2 separate regions of the Sus scrofa genome follow, and region 1 is linked to region 2. Evidence: chromatin contacts called from public HiChIP or PLAC-seq data. All regions are on one chromosome and are shown on one strand. Each heading gives the region's core, a stretch centred on a gene start, on an enhancer-like site or on the middle of the called end of the contact. The rest is flanking DNA. Distances are from core to core; before and after follow the strand shown. Region 1 overlaps SDC4 (syndecan 4). Region 2 overlaps STK4 (serine/threonine-protein kinase 4).

What was found. HiChIP or PLAC-seq counts read pairs in DNA pulled down with a chosen protein or histone mark.
Region 1: an H3K27ac HiChIP or PLAC-seq map of alveolar macrophages shows a contact between it and region 2. The contact joins two enhancer-like sites. A contact is called at or near these places in 7 of 47 Hi-C or Micro-C datasets (brain, embryonic fibroblasts, mesenteric adipose tissue and 4 more) and 1 of 2 datasets of contacts at active chromatin or transcription factors (alveolar macrophages).

Annotation. Positions count from the first base shown.
Region 1 is chr17:47,645,153-47,650,803 of Sscrofa11.1, forward strand. It overlaps SDC4 (syndecan 4), which reads right to left. Exons shown (of 5, transcript NM_214284.1): 5 at 5,235-5,510. The coding sequence ends at 5,359. Among named protein-coding and RNA genes, the nearest start is that of RBPJL, 17 kb to the left of the region's middle. Within about 2 kb of position 1,704, at least 4 of the 83 cell types and tissues checked have an H3K27ac peak or open chromatin away from gene starts, as enhancers often do. A contact at or near this core is called in alveolar macrophages, where this site is marked.
Region 2 is chr17:47,412,489-47,417,597 of Sscrofa11.1, forward strand. It overlaps STK4 (serine/threonine-protein kinase 4), which reads left to right. Exons shown (of 11, transcript XM_021077860.1): 8 at 2,143-2,271; 9 at 3,035-3,221. Among named protein-coding and RNA genes, the nearest start is that of STK4, 27 kb to the left of the region's middle. Within about 2 kb of position 3,708, at least 18 of the 83 cell types and tissues checked have an H3K27ac peak or open chromatin away from gene starts, as enhancers often do. A contact at or near this core is called in alveolar macrophages, where this site is marked.

The DNA.
Region 1 (5,651 bases), core at 454-2,953, 230 kb after region 2:
TATTTTCTATGTTACATAAATAATAACCACAAACATAGCAGGTTAAAACAACACCATTTATTGTTCCACAGGTCCATGGGCAAGGAGTCCACACACGGCTTAGCTGGGTCTTCAGCTGAGAGTCTCCCAAGGCTGTCATCAAGGTGTCAGCCAGGGCTGCAGTATCTTAGAGGCACAGGGTCCTCTTCCAAGCTCATGTGGCTGTTGGCAAACTCCATGACCTTGTAGCTGTAGAAATCACAGCAGCTCGCTTCTTTGGGGGCCAACAAGAGCGCATCACTCTCATTAGGAAGCTTCCAGACCCTCTTACATGTATTTTCAACTGATTAGGTCTGGCCCACCCAGGATAATCTCCCTTTTTACTAACTCAAAACCTAACTAATTCGGGACCTTAATTACAGGTACAGCATCCCTTCTCCTTTGTTACCCAGTATAACCATAGCATGGGAGTGACTTCCATCATATTTACGGGTTCTGCCCACACTGAAGGGAAGAAAATATGCAGATTGTATACACCAGGGGGCAGAAATCTTGGGGGCCAGCTTAAAACTCTGACCATCCTCCTCCCTAAAACCATATAGCAAACTATGGACAAGGGGGAATCTTTGTGGCCAGTAAGCTTTCCTGCGCCCCCAAGAAGAAATTCCCCCACACAGGGGTCAGTGCTTCTGCTGCCTCAGAAGACTGACAAGATCATGCCCCAAACTGGCCCAATATTGTCCAAACCACTTTACATTCCGTGCCCAACTCTCAGAAATAATATCATATACCAAGTTCCACCCAGACTTTGCTCTCCCGATAAACAGACCCCTGTCCAGAGTTGACCAGCAATGGGGCTACTAGTAACCAGCGTTTAAGATGGTTTCTGACAAGTCTTGCCTCCTGGTACGCCCGCCCTTCTGGCCTCCCCTCTCGCAATGAATAAGGCTGACCCGTGTGACCAATGAGATTTAACAGAAGTGACAGTGTGACTTCCGAGGTTCAGCCATTAAAGGTATGATAGCTTCCACTTGGCTCTCTTCAATCATTCTCTGGCAAAAGCCAGCCACTATGTCATCAGGACACTCCATCAGCCCTACGGGGGTCCACATGGCAAGGAACTCAGGACTCTTGCCAACAGTCAGCACCATCTCGCCAGGCATGTACGTGCGCCATCTTGGAAGTGGCTCCTCCCGTCCAGTCAAGCTTTCAGAGGACTACAGCTTTGACCAACGCTGGGACTACAACCTCAGAAGACCCTGGAACCAGCTAACTAATTCCTGACCCAGATATTTATGTAAATCCCTAAGTCTGGGGAACAAATACTTTACCCAAAAGATGTGCTTATGCTGAGTGTAAAGTGCCAATTCTGGAGCACTTCCTATGGGCCAGGTTCTAACCTACCTCCCCAGAGGAGCCCAGGCTAACAGCTAATAAGCTGAAATCCAAATCCTGAGGTCCCGAACCCTGGTTTTATACATCCAACACAGCTCTAACAAAATTGCTACCACCTTCATTATGTTCTATATCTGCCTCCTCCAGCAGTGCAGCCGCCAGCCACATGTGGCTGTTGAGTACTTGAACTGCAACTAGTACCACTGAGGAAGTGACTGTTTTCGAATTTTTATTAACTCTTTAAAATAGCCACATGTGACTAAGTGGCCACTGTCTGGGACAGCACAGCTCTGACAGATGTGTCTCAAGTTGCAAGGAACAGAAACTGACTCAAGCCTCATGGGTCTCAGGAAGGATGTGAAACCAAACTTCCAAGGGAGTGAAGCGGGCCTGGGTGACATAAACCCTCTGATAGGCAATGTGTTTGTGAGAAACTCCAGAGCCTTGGGTTCAAACCCCAGAGACCGCCTGGGTTCAAATCCTGCCTCTACTCTTGGTAAGCTGCGTCTCTTTGGGTAAGTGACTTCACCTCTTAGCTGCCATTTCTGCAAAATGAGACTAGTAATAGCACCTATTTTGCAGTATTATGACAGATATAAAACAGAGAGTGGGTTTCCACCATGAACATTTGCAATGTGAGGGTTTGTTTCTTTCTTCTTTTTTTTTTTTTTTTTCCATCAGCTCTACAGCTGCTGGCCTACACCAGAGCCACAGCAACACTGGATCTGAGCTACGTCTGAGACCTACACCACAGCTCACGGCAACACCAGATCCTTAACCCACTGAGTGAGGCCAGGGATCGAACCCACAACCTCATGGTTCCTAGTCGGATTTGTTAACCACTGAGCCATGATGGGAACTCCCTTTTTTATTTCCTTTTTGTTGCTGCACCGGCAGCATATGGAGGTTCCCCAGCTAGGGGTCCAGTCGGAGCTGCAGCTGCCTGCCTACACCACAGCCACAGCAATGTGGGATCCGAGCTGTGTCTGAGACCTACACCACAGCTCATGGCAACACCAGATCCTTCACCCACTGAGGGAGGCCAGGGATCGAACTCGTGTCCTCATGGATACTAGTCAGGTTCTTAACCTGCTGAGCCACAACAGGAACTCCGCTTTGTTTCCACTGCCCTTTCTTCGTTGCATCCTTCCCTTGACCCCAACGAAGCACTGGGCCATGAAGTGCCTGCCAAAGGAAGACCACCCAAGCCCCAGGCCCTGGAATGAAGGCTTAACTCTGCACAAACCAGCAAAGGGTGGGTGTCTCCTTGGTTAAAGGGTTCTTACCCACCTCAGGGTAATGAAGACCAAGAGAGGTGTCAGTGGTATCTATACAGAACCCAGCAGCTACGATGCCCAGAGGCCAAGCAGGTGATGTGAGTGAAACAGGTGACAGAGGCTGTGGGGAAGGAGAACCTGCCTCTAGACGGCAACGCCCAGTGCTCACCATGCAGCCTAAGAATCAGCAAATCTTGATTTTTATTCCCTCATTTAAGAATCTGGATTTTTTTTTTTTTTTTTTTTTTTGCCTTTGTTTTTTAGGGCCACACCCCATGGCATATGGAGGTTCCCAGACTAGGGGTCAAATGGGAGCTACGGCTACCAGCCTACACCACAGCCACAGCAACGTGGGATCTAAGCTGCATCTGCGACCTACACCTCAGCTCAAGGCAACAATGGACCCTTACTTAACCCACTGAGCGAGGACAGGGACTGAACCTGCATCCTTATGAACACTGGTCAGGTTCTTAACCCACTGAGCCACAACGGGAACTCTCAGGAATCTACATTCTTATGGGAAACAGACTCAGTTCCATAGCTGGCAACTAATCCAAGGATTTTTGTTTGATTTTTAAACACGATGCCATCTAAAGAAAACTCTGAGGTAGGCACGACATGGCCCAGGGGCCGCGATGTGTGTGTCTGATTTCCTCCCTCCCTTCCCAGCTGTCTTAGCTTCTGATACCTCCTTCTTGGGTGTCTGGCAGCAATTCTTTCAGGCTGCCCTGAGATCAAGGGAAAGGATGACGTCTGACGAACTCTGAAAGGATAGAGGCAGGCCAGGAGGTCTAGAAAGTACCAGGTTTTATTATCTTTTTATCAAAAAATCAGTAACAGACAAGAGTGTGAGGTGCTTGCTCCCAACATGGCTGGAGGGAAGGGACATGGGAGGGGGGGAAGAGGACCCAGCCAGCTGGGACCCGGGGTGGTGGGGGTGAAAGGTGAAGGAAGCGAGGGTGACCCCACCCCTGATCCCAGCCAATGGGGTCAGGAGAGGCAGCCTGCCCAGGTTAAGCCGCCAGGCCTCTCCTCCCTGGAGGGGAAGGCTCATCAGGCCCCAGAGCCAGGGCCTGATCAGCCCTCCCCCATTCCCCTTTGTCCAGGGAGACAAAGGTCACCCCAGCCAAGGTGGGGGCTGTGACTTGTTGAACCAGTTTAGTTCTCTAGCTGCGCTGTCCCACAGATGCCCACGGGGCCCTCCTGGGCGTATCTGGTACAGAAGCAGCCACCAGCCACACACGGCCGCTGAGCCCTTGAAATGTGGTTAGTGTAACTGAGGAAAGAACACTCAACTCCATGTAATTTTAATTGATTCCACTCACCACATGTGGCTAGCGGCTGCCCTACTGCAGAGGGCAGCTCTCTCTCCAATGTTCCCTTCCATTTGGAGACAGCGAAGGAAGGAACCCCAGCTGGGCTCAAAGCAAAAGCTAGAGAGAAGGTTCTCCAGCCCGCTCAGAAGGCACCAGGAACGGGACGAAGAGAAGGGGGCGAAAACTCCACTCAGCCACACAAAAATGCACTCACTCCATCACCCACCCAACTTCAAACGGGAGTATCATATCACACTATTTCCTGAAAAAATATATTTATCTATTTGTCTAGAACCAAGGAAGAATAATAATATATTACATGAAAAGAGACACAAATATCCCACCATCCCCTACATTATATTTTGGGAATCTGCTAGAAAACTATATTTCAGCAAAAGCTTCTTAGAGGAAGTAGCTTCAGAAAGGGCCAAGGACATGAGCAGGGGTGTATCATTAAAAAAAAGGGGGTGGGGGATTTAAAGGAAAAGAAACAAGAGGGAAAGGGGCCCTTATCTGAAGGTATAAATAGTAAAAAAAAAAAAAAAAAATTAATAAAAATTATACTTCTGACTCTTCTCTCATTTTAAGTAACAAAAACCATTAAATACAAACTTAGCAGGTACTGTGGAAAGGTGCAAGGGTGTGGAGACGGCCTGGGCTTCTGAGCACTCGCGCCCAGGGAGAGAGGCTCTGTACAAAGCCATGGACCATTAAAAAAAAAAAAAAAAAAAAAAAATACCCCATGAAAAATAGACTTACAGGTATTCCATAAGTCGCTTTCAGGATGAACCTTCAATTCTTCTCCTCACCCTCTCCAAATGAAAAAAAAAAAAAAGTTGATTTCCAAAAGTCACTCGAAAGAGGCTAGAATGGCCCCAGGTGGACCAGAGAGCCCCGTGTGTGGTCGCAGGTGCCTTTTGGCAGACGCCTCTCAAGGTGCAGACAGATGGTTCTGGTTCCTTCTCCCAGCTGCTGTCCAGCTGCTGGCAGAGGGACAGGCTGATGGGGATGGGGCTGGGGTATCTCCAGCAGGATTCGTATAGCTTAGAAAGACCTTTAGAAAGGGTACACTGTTCAGTATAGGCTCCAAGCTGGGGCTGGATTCTAAACTGGAAGTTTAAGAAACGATCCAACTCCAAGCGTGCCTTGAGAAAGGCCAAGTGTAACCCCGTTTTTCCACTGGGACAATGGAGGCCCAGCGAATCAAAGACAGGCAGGCAGGAACAGTAGAAGGCGAGCTCTCTTCGGACACGGAAGCCGGAATCAGAGCCGGGGGTGCTGAGAGGTCAGTACTGGGTTGCCCTCCCCCTCCCCTCAGGTCCACTCTTCACGATCCTTCAGCATCCCCACCCCCCACCCCCAAAGTCCAAGCAGGTGCAGGTGAGGAAGCTTCAGGCGTAGAACTCATTGGTGGGGGCTTTTTTGTAGATGGGTTTCTTGCCCAGGTCGTAGCTGCCCTCGTCCTTCTTCTTCATCCGATACACCAGCAGCAGGACCAGGAAAACAGCAAAGAGGATGCCCACGATGCCGCCCACAATCAGAGCTGCAGAGGAGAGAGGGGAGCGGCCAGGTGAGAGCTGCCCGTCGGGACCTTGGGACGCTGGCCGCTTCTGCCCTGTCGGGTCTCTGACACCGACACATCCTGGAACTAGACACGCTGGCCATCACCTCGGTATGTGCTGGG
Region 2 (5,109 bases), core at 2,458-4,957:
AGACCACCAGGGAACTCCCACATTATGCCATTTAATCATCACATACACGCTGTGAGAGATAGGTATTATTTATTTTTATAGGTGAGAAAATGGAGGTTTGGAGAGGTTAATCATTTAGAGCCACTCAGCTGGTAGACAGCAGAGCCAGGATGGGACCTAAGTAGTCTCTTTGATTCCAAAGCAGGAGTGATTCAGTGTCCCCAATTCTGACAAAGAACTGGGATTAATGGTAGGTGCTGCTGTAACTCAGGGTGGGAAGAGGCCACTTTGGACTGGAAATACGGAGGAATGCTTTCCTGGAGGAGGTGACCTCTGTGCTTGGGCTTTGAAGAATGGGTGGGATTTGGCGGGCAGCATCCTTCGTGGTTAGGAGCTTGGATTCTGGAGCCCAGTTGCCCAAGTTGGAGTCCTGGCTCTCTACGTACTGGCTTTATGACGTTGAGTGAGGAACCGCACCTCTCTGTCTATACAGTAGAGGTAAAGTACCTGTTCCATATGTTAGGATTAAGTGATATCATATGTGTAACTTCGAATAGTTCTTTACACATATCGGAGATACAGTATATTACGGATTTGATGAATATCTGCTGTTGTGTCAGGCCATGCCCAATAATGGTTTTCAGTCACATCAGACCCAGTGCCCCCTTTTTACAACCAATACATTTTATTTAAACATTCCTTACCTTTCCGGCATGAAACTCATAGATGATAAAATCTACTTATACCCATAATTTAAAAAGAATCAGTGTAATGCCTGTGATGTGATGGAGAAATATAAGGATAATAATTTATAATAAAATATGTGTCCATATAGAAATGCTCCAGCTTTTCAACTTATAGACATAATAAAGTAATTAGACACCTGTACCTAGCATCACAAATGAGTTTAGATTGAAGAGCAGAGAGAACAGAAAGCATTTCCTTCAAGAAACCCAGGAAAATGAGTGGAGGGGACACTAACATAATTGTAATGTCAAGTAATAGCAGAGCAGACTCATTTATATATAAGGTAGAGAAATGATCTTAAAGACTTTCTCAGTAGAGAGAACAAGGAAATTTGATATTCTTGCAAATGAGCTGCGTCTTATTTCTGAGAGTAGTGATGAATTCTTTTCCTACCTGGCTGGGGTGCTAATGCAGTTTTATGGAAAAGATATCTCCTGTATTTCTATCCCACCACATGGTGAGGCTATTGTACATATCTAGAGTACTTGCAAAGACCTTGGAAATCATATTCTCTGGTGGGTGGTGATTGCAAAGAGGAACACTGGGGACAAATGTCAGAATAAGTGTGGAAAACAGCAGGCAACCCCCCCCCCAAATTTCCAGACATAACTTTCATAGCATAGATTTCTTATCATTTGTGTCACAAAAGGCAGTAATACAAACGTAAGATGGTATTAATATTAAAAACTTTAAGCCATTTCTATAAATGAAAGTCAGCAGTATTCACAAGCATCTTTGCAGATTGAATAATATTGGACCTACATCTGTTACATATTTGTTACCAGTTTTAGTATTTCTGTAGGAACTGCATTTCGGCACTAAAATCCTTTTTACCTAAATCCGTAGTTGGAAATTCTATAGTACATTGACTAGAAAGAATAAACAGGATGAGTAAACTATTCAGCGATTTCTAAACAATGTCTCTATTCCATTGAAGCCCCCCCTCCAAAACCACCCCAAAATTTTTCAGTATTATTTATCAAAGTGTATATATGTTCTCTGACACATTTGAAAGATGTACAGAATGTGTTACAGTTCAATGCTGTATAAGATTGTTCCACACTTCACAGGATCGCTTGTGTCCCTGCCCCCTGTCCCACTTCCATGTAGTTTGTGTTCTCCAAACAAGCTCCCAGCATGTTTACAGAACTTCCTCTAGGGGGCGATAGTAGCCTGCTGAGAATCCCTAGAGTTTGCACAGAGAAATGGAGGAAACATTCTAGCCAAGCCAAAAAAGATGGGTAAAGCATGAATGCATCTGTTCAGTTATAAAGCGAGTATGAGTTAGCTGATGTCCAAACCATAAAGAGAAACAGATTCACTGGCCGATTGAACAGAAATCATCAAGTACCTGCTGTGTGCCAGGCAGTGTTTGGCACTCTACCATATAAACCATCTTCCACTTTCTTATTGAAGCACCCATTTGTCAAGAGTGCCAAAGGAGTGTCCATACTGCGGGACTTAATTAACGAAGCCATGGACGTGAAGCTGAAACGCCAGGAAGCCCAGCAGCGGGAGGTGGACCAGGACGATGAAGAAAACTCAGTGAGTGGCAGGCAGTGTGGTGGGCCTCGGGCATTCATGCTTGTTATTTCATGACTACCGGCCAGGCGAGATGAGTTGGGGATGTAGGATCCACCTGGAGCTGGAGACTCTTTTCAAGTGACTCTGTCCAGTCCGGGACCAGGGCTTGCTGGAGGCTTGCTGGATCTGTGCTTGTTCTTCTCACAGCGCTTCCTGAGGCACTTCCACATTTTATTCTTTTGCCTTCATATCTTTTCTTCAGTTTAACTTTTTATTCAGGAGAGAGAATGCTCAGGGCTGAGTCTGAGTTTTCCTTACCCATTTGGAGAATCTGGGAGCCATACTGAATAGGTAGATTTTTACACTTAGAGACTCCCCCACACCCTTGAGATCCCAAGAGTATGCACTCAGCTCCTTGGGTCAATGTTACAACATGTTACTAAGAAGGAGAGGGAAGGGGAGAGGGAGAGGGCCCTTTAGGGTTGGATGTGCAGCTCTCATGTGGATAAATTATGATCTTCTTTGGTTAAGAGTACTCTCAATGGAGTCTAACTCGTGAAAATTGTGAATCCATGTATTGTACACTTGTAACACATAGAGTGTCGTACATCAACCATAGTTCAGTGTGAAAAAAAAAAAAAAGAGTGCTCTCGGTTCTTCGTGGTGGGTTTAGAATCTAAGTGTCACATCAGAAATATTTGCACCAGGATGAATAAGAGTAATTCAGAAACCCTGTAAGATTTTGATCAAATTAGCCCTCATCTGAGATTTCATCCTCTTCCAGGAGGAGGATGAAATGGATTCTGGCACGATGGTCCGAGCCGCCGGGGACGAGATGGGCACCGTCCGCGTGGCCAGCACCATGAGTGACGGAGCCAATACCATGATCGAGCACGACGACACGTTGCCGTCCCAGCTGGGCACCATGGTGATCAATGCGGAGGAGGAGGAAGAGGAAGGCACTATGAAAAGTAAGGCTCTGACTAACTAGACCAACTTGGCAGGCAGGCCGCGCACGATCCAGGGAAAGCAGGTTCTGTGGTCCACACGGACTCAGTCCTGAAGCTCCTTTCTGTTGCCACAACCAAAGGAGTGAGAGAGCATTGGAAGGTTGGGGCGCAGCGGAGGGTCTGGGAGGGAGGAAGCTGGCACGTGGAGTCAGAGGTCGGCAGGCGACAGGAAGGGATCGACTTTCCGACCTGCATGACCATTCTCTTAGCATTTTTTTCTTTCTTTTCCGTGATCTGTGGAGGCGAGCATGTAGGTTTTGATGCGTAATTCAAAGTGTTAGGAAATTCTGAATGACTTATCAAACATACTCTTTTCAGTCTGTTTTCGTCAAACTGTTTGTCTGACCCAGGTTGAGCAATTCTCAGTCAGTCTCTTAAGGGTGAATGTGACAACTGAAGAGTCCCTTCCAGGCTCTTCTAATTTAAACCCATCTCTGCTGCTGTTCTTCCTCTTCCGATCCTTTTTATTTGGCCTGTGACCGAGGCCTGACGCCTGTGCTCAGTTCCTCGTGGGGGGCCGTCCTCTCCTCTCCCGTCGGTTTCCTTTCCCTTTACTCTGTGCGTGACAGACCGAGTCACAGAGGAAAGGAACTGGGAGTACCCAGTGGTCATACTAATTGAATTGAGTTCTCAGTGTACCGTTTAGCCTGAATTTTGCACAGGTTTAAAATATTAAGTCTCTGTGATCGTTCCATCATCTTTTTTTTTTTTTTTTTCTTTTCTTTTTTGAAAGTTAAAGCTTCCTCTTCTAAACCAAGGGCTTGATTGGCAAACAATGGTCCACAAGCCAAACCTGGCCTGCCACCTGGTTTTAGCAGTGAAGTGTTATTGGAACACAGCCATGCCCATTCATTTGCGTACTGTCTATACTGCTTTTGTGCTGCAGAGGCAGAGTGAAGCCGTTGTGACTGAGACCATGTGGCCCCCAAAGCCTGAAATGTCTGTTCTCTGGTCCTTTACCGACAGAAACGTTCTCTGACTACGGCTTTAGACCCTCTGCTCTGTGATTGGTTAATTCATTCAGTAAATTTCTCTTCAGTGTCCACTGTATCCACAGGTACTTTGCTGGATGCTGCAGCAGCCCTCACCCTGAAGGAGGTCGTTGTCTAGAGTGGGGGACAGACCATTAATTATACCTCGGTGTCTGAAACTGAGCTTTAAAACAGAGGTAATCGGAGGGTGTTGGCCAAGCAGAGTGGAAGAATATTTAACTCAGGCTGGGGATTACTGACAAATTCCTGGAGGAAGAGGGCAGGAAGGTTGGCTGTGAGTGGGGTGGGCGGAGATGTTCCAGCAGAGGTTGCCGTGTCCTCAAAGCCCCAGAGGCAAGTCCAGGGGAATGGTGGCTGGGTTGTTGCCGTGGAACAGACCATTCTAGGGCTGGGGTTCTCAGGCAGCCCCCTCTAATTTTCGCCTTCCAGGTCTGTGCGGTTTTAACCAACCTTTTGTTTTTGAAGGAAAGAGCTTTTCTTGTTTTCTTTTTTCTGTTTCGGGGCCAAGGCTCAGCCTTTGTTTGGCTTTGGGTCAGAATTACACAAATGGTGAAAGAGTAGTAATACTGCTGATGGGTGTGTGAGTTGGTCTAACTTTTGTGGAATGTAGTGCATATCAAGTATTTACAAAGTTCAAAGCTTTAACCAGCAAAGTCCACTTACGTATAAATTATTTATTATACCCGATAGGCATTGTAACTGTGAACAATAACTAGTAATGATTAGGTATTTAATGTCTGCCAGGCATGATGCTTAATCCTTTATCAGCATTTCATAGATTTTAATCCTTATGACCATGCTGGGTAGTTTTCCATAGCCACCCCCTCGTTTACTGCTGCAGAAACTGAATCGCAGAG